2 separate regions of the Rattus norvegicus genome follow, and region 2 is linked to region 1. The links are chromatin contacts, called in public Hi-C maps. All regions are on one chromosome and are shown on one strand. The core of a region is the stretch at or near the end of the contact, and the rest is flanking DNA. Distances in the headings are between cores, read along the strand shown. Region 1 holds the start of Ackr3 (atypical chemokine receptor 3). Region 2 holds the start of Cops8 (COP9 signalosome subunit 8).

What was found. A called contact is a pair of places that touch in the nucleus more often than the background predicts.
Region 2: a contact with region 1 is called in a Hi-C map of Schwann cells, with 5 times the contacts expected there. The contact joins the promoter of Cops8 here to the promoter of Ackr3 in region 1. A contact is called at or near these places in 8 of 12 Hi-C or Micro-C datasets (the A7r5 cell line, the Rat2 cell line, Schwann cells and 4 more) and 1 of 1 datasets of contacts at active chromatin or transcription factors (oligodendrocytes).

Annotation. Positions count from the first base shown.
Region 1 is chr9:98,244,724-98,249,316 of GRCr8, forward strand. Ackr3 (atypical chemokine receptor 3) reads left to right here and starts at 2,631. Exons shown (of 2, transcript NM_053352.2): 1 at 2,631-2,692.
Region 2 is chr9:98,652,464-98,657,056 of GRCr8, forward strand. Cops8 (COP9 signalosome subunit 8) reads left to right here and starts at 2,568. Exons shown (of 8, transcript NM_001013227.2): 1 at 2,568-2,695; 2 at 3,566-3,636. The coding sequence starts at 2,618.

The sequences.
Region 1 (4,593 bases), core at 1,381-3,880:
ATTGCAATGCTTTGTCTCCAGGCCAACGGCTAGAAGTCCTTCACACATATTCACAGTAACTCAACATTTCTATTCCGCTCTTCTCTGAAGGCTGGGAGCAGGACCCAGTCCTGGACCTTCAGGGGTGTGTTGAGTGGGTGGGTGGGATTCAGGCAGGAGGGGATGGCATGCTAACAGGAGAACAGCTCCAGAGGGGACGGCTGCTGGATGGGTCTAGCTTCAGAGTCTAGGTGTGTGGAAAGGGAAGTTGGGTGGAGCTGACTGGGAGATACCTGACCCTTCTCACTCAGGCCCCTAGGCCTGTAGCATCAAGGAATCCGTGTCCTGAATTTGTCTTCTCCTGTGTGGGTCACGAGGCAGGCTCCTGGCCAAAGGAGGGAGACATTACATAGGATTTTATGCTGTATCTCAGCCCAGTATACTTAACCTTACCAAGTAAATCTTTTCTGGAGCCCCTTGATAATTTTCTCCTCCCCCCACTCCCCCCCCCCCCCCGGCCGCAGCCGCTCTCTCAGTGGGGGAATTGGTTCTCTCTTTCCGACATTTGGGTCCTGGGGATGCAACTCAAGATCAAAACCATCAGGCCTGTCTCCTGGATTCTCTATCCCCGAACCACCTTGCCTACTCCTCACCCTCGTTTCTGAGAAAAGGTGAGGCTCCAGAATCTTAGAGGCAGGATGGTCCAGCAAGGGGCAAAACAATCAATGCTCAGGGAGGGTGCATACTTTATGCTTTTTAAAAAAAATTCCTTTGCATCTTCCTTTTTTGCAAGTGCATGGTCTAATTAATAAAGCTCTGCTGTAGCCAGCGCACTTCCCACAGGCAAGTCCAGTCCCCTGCGGTCGGCCTTGGTCTATGTATCGCGGTGAGAAGCAGAACGGTCCCGGTTGTGGACATCCTGGGATGGCCGCACGAGGGCAGGTCTCTGCTTTGCTCCAAGGCAGCTCTGGGCTCTGGACAAAGGCAGTCGGGAGCCTTCCGTGCGGAGGATTTGGCCCCAGGCCTGGGCGTGCTGCGATGCGCAGGCGCTTTGGCATCCCAAACGGGGCGGGTTGCTCTGAAGCAAATCCTGCGGGGCCTCCAGTGAATGAAAGCTAGAAGGCCTAGGACAGGATGGCCTGGCTGGGTCCCGAGACCCTTTTCTGACCCTGAGGCCTCAGAGGTCCCTTCCTGACGCTGTAGGACACTCCCTGTACATACAGACCCTCCCAGTTGACTCAGACCTCCCTCCGCTTGGGGCCACAGACCAGTCTTTGTAGCTGGAAGGACCGCCCGCCTCTAGCCAGACCCAGATCCACCCTTGAGACCACAGACTACACCTCCGGGCCACAGACCCCGCCCACGGGCCTCAGGACCTCTCCCCTGCAGTGAGGGTCACAGACACCCCAGGAGGCTTCATGACCCCCCACCCAGATCTCACACTGCTCCTTGCAGACGCGCACCCCTCCTACAGCCCGGAAAGCAGGTGTGCTCCTCAGGATCTGCCCCGCCAGGAGTAAAGTGCAAGGCTGTTTAAACAAACCACTTCTTTTGTTAAGGTTTTTCTCTAGACCGAAGCTCTCTAGCCTACGTGAGACTCTGACCCCCGAGTCCTCCGGTTCCCGTGTTCAACAGTCACTCCCAGGAAACTTAGAAAATAGACTGAGCAAGTGTTAGCGCAGGCAGGAAGGAGATTTTGCGTTTAGCCAGTGCCTTAACCCTGGGCGCTGTAACTTGCTCTTCAGAAGTCCGGGAGAGAGCAGAGTGACCGCCAGCTCTTGGAGGGTGGGGGCCACTTGGGGAGGCGTTGCAGTGACAGTTTTAAAAGTAAAAGATTGGGTCATTTTACTAAGTGAGGCATTGCAAGGGACACTTTTTACAGGGAATCTGAACAATGAGCATCTTGATTAGAATGTAGATTTTGATAAAGATGACGATAGCGAGAAAAGTCGGCTAAGCTCACCATGACGATAAAGGGCTGCTACTTCACCTGCGTCAAGACCTTTTCAGCGACTGGCATTGCTCAGCCCTGTAGAACGCGGTCTTACTAGGGACTCAAGGACTTTGTGTAAGAGTTCCTACAGAATCCAACCTAAAGGCACTTTCTGGGTGATGGCCGTACAGGGTGGATTAATCGTTCCCTGTCCAAAATGTGAGTTCTGTTCAGGAGGCATCGACAAAGAAAGAGTAAGCTTGACAAATCAACAGCGAAGTTCAAAAGTTCAGAGTAATTTGTCTTGGGAACAAAGTCTTCCCTGAAGCTACAGGCATTCAAAGGAACTCCTGGTACTCGTGGGATTATTAAAGCTATACCTGAGACAGGATCAATATTTGATCATTTTGGAAAGTACTAGGACTTCTTTTGGGTTTTCGTCTGAGGGCATTTCCCCCAATAGGATCTAGCCTTTGCAAAGGAAGGGGTTTGAGGGCTCCCAGGAATGTGCTTGTGCAGGAAACAACAACCTAGAGAGGGTTACGGGAGGGCGTGTACGCGTGTACAAGCCTGCGTGCCGGCGCTGTGGTGGGGGGGGGGGGGGGGGAGGAGGAGGAGATGAGGGTTGCAAAACTGCCACCTAGAGGCACTTTCCTGCAGTGTATATAAAAGGCAAGTCCGGAGCCCGGAGAGAACTCAGTTGCTACAAACTGCTCAGCACTGAAGGAGCCTGCAGCACTCAAAGCCAGGAAGGCAAATCACAGCCCAGGCAGCCGCGAGGTAAGAAAACCTTGCTTCTGGGACAGCTTTGCTGAGCAACCACGGCAAGGGGCAGGGCTCCTGTTCTTACCCGAACCCGACTTCTGAGAACTCTTAGATCCCTGAGCTGGGGGCTTCAGAGCCTGCAGGTCCGGTTTGGAGAGCTCAAAGCTGATTGCAGGCTGCGTTGCAAGCTACTGCTTCTGCTTTGGGGGATTCGAGTTCAGTCACTTGTGGAGGGAAATCTCCGTGCGTTTGTTTGCTACTGGACTCTGATTTGTTTCTGCCAGTACTTAAGTTCCAGGAGGCAGGGAAACTTTGCAGAGAACATGGAATGCCCCACGGAGCTTGCCCAAGGCTGACTTAGGGGTGAACTTGGTACCAATATTTGCCAGCCCCTACTTCTGGTTATCAGATTGGAAGTGCGTAGAACTAGCTGTAAAAACACAAACGTAACTTCCAGAAAGGCATACGATGTGTTCAGTGGTATCCTCCAGTGGTGCAGACAACTGGGCTGAGCCGTCTATGTCTAGGATGAGTTTAAACTCCGTGCTCTGGGGGTGGGGATGGATTAATTCACAGCTCCTGAATTCTGGAAGTTGTAAATTGAATGTTAGCTACTCTTCGTCTTATCTCTTCATGGTATCTTTGCTAGTCTAATTTTGAGTATTTATTGTTCTCCTAGAAAGTATTGTCCAACTTCAGCTGGGGTTAAAAAAAAAAGCAGGTACTAAAAAAAGTCTAGTATTTTATAATTTAAACCTGCTCTCCAAGTGAACTGTGAGTGTTGCTGACTTTGTTAGGGTGCATAAAGGTTCGCTGGGTGGCTGGGAGCGAGGACTGCCCTGAGGTCAGGGGATCCGTGGTTAGCCAAGACTCCTGGCTGCTAACTGCTAGGAGAATGAAGCACTGTGAAAGGCAGACTGGCTGTCTCTTCCCCTTTCTCTCTTTCTCTCTCTCTCTCTCTCTCTCTCTCTCTCTCTCTCTCTCTCTCTCTGTCTCTCCATTCATTTGCTCACAAACAAGATTAATTAATTGTTTCGAAGTGGAGTGGGAGCAAACATCCTTTTAAAGGTGTCTCGGGTCAGTGGGATCCCCAAGACCCCAGTCTGCATTGTACCAGTGTGGAAACTTTGTTTTTCTTTGAAGGAGCAGATGCTGGCTTTGTGGGTCTTTATTTAGTTCAGGAGAATGTGGAGCTCAAATGGATAGGACCAGAAAGGAGGAATGGGGGTGGTTCTGGGTTTTGTGCCTGGCTCGCTGCAGATTTTAAATGGATAAAGCCCCAGTCTTTCTCCCATCTGAATAGGAGCTTGCCCCAGATGGAATGAAAACTCCCGTTTCTACCCGGAGCTATGCAAAAGCTCCAGTTTGGAAACATTTTGCTCTAATTTTCCCCAGTCTGAGAGGTAAACACTGTGTGCTGCTCTCTGCTGAGCTCAGCCACTGCCTCCAGGAGGCAGCAGGGGCTGGAAGGAGCTGTCTGCGAGCCGAGGTGTAAAAGCTGGGGAAGTCTGCTGCTTGCTAGCTGCTTGTTGGGCGCCTCCGGTTTGTTTTTAAAGGGGCATGCACAGTGCAAACACACACACACACACACACACACACACACACACACACACACACACACACACACACACTTTAAGTTCCAGAAAGTTACACGGCAGCATGCTGTGCTCAACTGAGTCAGGGCTTGGGACGTGAGCTTAGCCAGTATTAATAGCGAATCCTTAGGGAGCTAAGAAGGTATTATGATTTCTAATCAGACCCAGAGCCAGCCAAGGGTAGGCTTTCTAGATGGGATAAAAAAAAAGAAGAAGAAAGAAAGACCATGAAACACCCTGGTTAGTCAGAACAGTGGCTTTTTGTGTGAGGCTTTGAGGTGGAGTTCTTTAATTTTCAAATCTACACAGGGAAGTTGGTTG
Region 2 (4,593 bases), core at 1,318-3,817, 410 kb after region 1:
TCCTTTGCAAGAGAACCATGTGCCTTTAACTGCTGAGACATCGCTCCAGCCCTTAATCTTTATATTGTAACCCGAACGTTAAACATAATTATTTCTAAACAGATATCTCCATTATACTAAAATCATCAGTGATGGCTGTTACTAACTTCGACTGTTTAATATGTTTATCTAAAATGTGGGCTTTAACAGTGATGTCCATTAAGGCAACAGAGCACACACCAGTTGAGAAAAATCTGTCATGAGAATGTCCACTGCCTTTCCATATACCATTCAGTGTGCCAGTGTTACAGGCAAATATGGGGTCTGGTGGGCACCCACAGAGATTTCTAGGTTCTTATGTCCCTAAACAAGGATCTAGACAGACATGTGGATAGGAACAGAAGAAGAAAGAGTTCAGTAAGGCAAAGATGGCTTCCGAGATGAAGTGGGAGCAGAGCTGGAGAAAGGTCAAAAGCTCAGAATGCCCGACTGCAGACTGGAACATTTATATAGTACATGCGTTCTGTTTGCCCAGACTCGGTTGTGTGTCAACCTTGGAGGGAAAGGGGTTTCTAGGCTCCTTGATTTTATATGCTAATTTTGACCTCACGTTCCCTCCATTCCTGAAGCACAAAACTTCCTGGGAACAAAATGGCACAGGATCCGCAGGTCTCCAAATCACACAAGGGAAGTGAGTCACAGCATAATTGAGTAAGCAGTGTGTTCACAGTTGAGGAGCGAGCAGCCCATGGAAGGTTTCACTCAATAGTCACAGGGCTACTAGGTTAGGCACAAGTAGGCATAGGACTAGCTGTCAAGGGAACTGAAGATAGGCCAGGATAAAGCACAATTGTACTCTGAACCTGCAACCTTGCAACCTCTTCCCAACCTGGGAAACTTTACCAGTCTGTCAATTAGTAAGGGGTAGCTTCTTTATGGGAACTTTTGTTCACATGAATTTGAGCAGAAAAACAAAAAGGTATGGTTTGGGCTTCAAAGAAAAGACATCGGACAGGGAAGAGTCAAGGAGCACTTGCTTATCAGGAGACCAGGAAAGGTCAGGCACACCAGTGGCTCAAGCTAGAGAGACTTCACTCACCTCTAGTGTGTATGTGTGTGTGTGCATGAGACATACACAGGTGGTAACATGGTGCTGGGGTCTACTGAGACTGAGGCAGGTAGAAAGAGAGAAGTGAGAGTTAGGCTTGGAGCTTTTCCAAAACTTCAAGGCCAGCCTGCGCAACTTAGTAAGACTTTGTCTTCAGTAAGTAAAAGGAGACCTGGAGGTACAGCTCAGTGTTAAAACTATGCACAAAGCCTGTGTTCCAATCTCCAGTTCTGCCCAAGAAGACAGCAAAGGGGCAGTTGTTGGTATCCGTACCATTGGTTGGTATCCGCTTCCCATGTCTGAGGAATGGTCAGGGTATGGGCTAGGTGTTTTTACCTCTCATGCCCGGAACTGAAATTCAGGCACCCAGATATGCAAAGTAGCAAGGAAACCTTATGCAAAAGCAAAGCCATACTACAGATTAGAAAGAAATACGTTGTCATGAGTGACAGTTGGCCACTTGAGCTAGCATACTAGAGTCCCAATTACTGTTCGGGGCTTTTATGGAGTTCAAGAAGGAGTCTGATTGCTAAGAGGCATTGCACTCTGTTATGATTGCAAGATTTTAGCTATGTTACCTCCCTTTTTCCATTGTATATATCTCTTCCCATAATGTATTTGATTTTAATCAAATGCATTCCCAAGCATGCACAATCAAGACGGTAAATAGGAGTTTCTCCTAGCAAATTCACTTAGAAGACATGATTTACCTTCCTGGGCAGTCACCTAAAACCAATTCAGGTTAGATCAGACCTCCTGCCCTCATACTGTACATAACTGAAGTATCAGTGAATAGAATCTGTTTGAAGGTCAGTAGAGAGAGGAGAAACTTATCCCATTACTTGGAGAGGATGTGCCTGCAAGCTCCACACAGGTTGTGGACAGGGGTCCTGGTTTTCTGACAGTTGCTAGGTGAATTTTCGGAAAAGGAGGTGTGTGTGTGTGTTAGTTGTTCGGAAAAGGAGGTGTGTGTGTGTGTGTGTGTGTGTGTGTGTGTGTGTGTGTGTGTGTGTGTGTGTGTGAATAGTAGGTGTAGGTGAGATCCTCAGGCTGCCAAGTGCATTGTTAGAAAAGGGATGTGTGTATAGCACAAGCCAAGAAGAGTTTCGGGTTTAGAGTTTCCTCTTTAACACCTTAGCTTAGAAGTACAGTTCAGCGTTCTCAAAACACGTGGAGGTCCAATGGTTTTACTTTTCTCCCACGGCGACTGTGGCTGTGAAAGATGCAGTCCCACTATCACTTCCTTCCTTGGGCGGAGAATCCAAGCCGCAGCCAAGCCCCTCCCAGTGACAGTGGCCTGTCTTAGAAAGCCGGTTCCTCCAAGTCTGGAGCAGGTCCTCCAGAGCACCGAGGTGGCGGGGCAGAGCGCTCGCTGCCCTGCTTCTCAGCCACGGCGTCGCTTAGGAAATGACGACACATTTGCGCATGCGTACGGAGAGCCAGCTTCTTACGTCATCGAGGGCGCGACGCCCCGAGGGCCAGCTTGTGCTTTGGTCAGGCGGGGTGGCGGCGGCGAGAGCGGCCGGGAAGATGCCAGTGGCGGTGATGGCGGACAACGCCTTCAGTTTCAGAAAGCTGTTGGATCAGTGCGAGAACCAGGAGCTTGAGGTAGTGCGGCAAAGTGCGGCGGTCGGGTGGGCGCCCGTTTCCAGGGTAACGGGCCAGGCCGCGGCCTGCTAGGAGCACAGTCCGGGTTCATCAAGCCCCAGTTTCTGGCTATAATCAGGAGACACTTCCATTTATAATGTTAAGATAAAAAGTTCACTAAATAAGCTGGGTGCAGTGTCACAGGAATCCCGTGGGCACACGTGAGGCGGAGGCAGGAGGATTGCTGGTAAATTCGATGCCTGCTTGGGCTACGAAAAATCAAAACAAAAAATAAAAGGGAGAGCAGGGGGCTCACCGACTGAAGGGGACAGCAGCAGCTTGTCGATGAGCATTTAGCAGACCGCAGACCATGTTGAACGAATAAAGATTGAGCAGAGACCTCCATAACTACCCGTTGGTAGTCTTCTGTTTTAATCTTACTTAACCTTTTAAAATAACGGGCAGAGAAATAGTGCATTAAGAACCTGTTGGAAGTATTTCTTACTTTTTTTTAAATTTGAGACTAATTAGTTCAATAACGGGGTGGTTCAGAAATCTTGTGCATGTAATGATGGTTTTATGAGGCTTGCCGTGCTGGTGTGGACTGGCCTGTTCCCAGCTGGACAGTTAGGTGCTGGAGGCGGCTGAGGGGCTGAGGAATTTCAGCAGGTGATGGCATTACATATTTGTGAATATGGAAAGAAACTGATAGCTCACTGGGGATCAATAACAGCTCACAACATCTAAGCTCAGATTTTCATCTGTGGTACTTCCCTCAGCATTTGTCTGCATCTGTAGTACTAGAAAACTTACTTTTTAAGTTTTAATTTTCTTTTTTCTGAACGTTTTTGGGAAATAAGGTGCCCACCCCCCCCCCCTTTGTTTATGTAGGCTCCTGGAGGAATCGCCACGCCGCCAGTGTATGGTCAGCTTCTCGCTTTGTATTTGCTGCAGAACGACATGTAAGTAGTGCCTTTTGCACTGATAATGCAGTAACAGATAGGTTACCTTTACCATAATATGTTGTATCTGTTTCTTGTTCAGTCACATGAATAATTAAGCTAGATTTTTCTTTGTTGTTGTTGTGTGTGTTTTATATACCCCTAAAAAACATGGTAAGTTTTTTTGAGAATCTAGCATCACGAACCAATGGAACATAAAAACAATGGTGTTTATTTTTTAACTTATGTTTACTCAGAGACTGTGTGGTGGTCGTGCATGTCTTTAATTCCCCACACTTGGGAGCCCGAGGCAGGCTGCTCTCTGAGTTGGAGGTCGGTCTGGTCTGCAGATCCAGCTCTAGTACAGCCAGGACTACGTAGAGAAATCCTGCCTCAAAAAATCAAATAAGCAAAGCAAAGCAAATTTGTACTCAGTAGAAGCGAAGAAGCTGGAGCTGGCAGGGAACACTGGGAGAGCCAGGAAGGATTAGATATGTTTGAATTAGTCTTCCTGGGTGGGAAGCAGAAGCTTGAGAGGGCTAGAGAATAGAGGCCTGGTGTGGTTCCGAACAACCCGTTGTGATATTTTTTACAGAAACTAAGCTCAGTTTCTTCATTATACATACATGAGTTATTTCTGCTTTGTGATCATGTGTCCTATGATTGTTCCAACCCCTTTGCACTCAGTAGGAGAATGGCTCCAAAAATATAACACATATATTGAGAGGGACACTCAGAGCCTTTAAATGGACACATTTGTATCTAAGTCCGTGGTTTAAATCTGTTGCTGTAGTTTAGGATCTGAATTGTTAATTTTTAAAAATTCAGCAAAAAAAATGAAAAAAATTACCCTGAATAAAAGTTATTTCATGTCCTTTTTTCTGGAAAACCGCTTTTCCTCAACAAATTCATATAGAACTGAGTTGTGCCGTGGCCTCTTTTGGTAGGTGTTCTATTGTGCGTTTACATTAGGTCCTA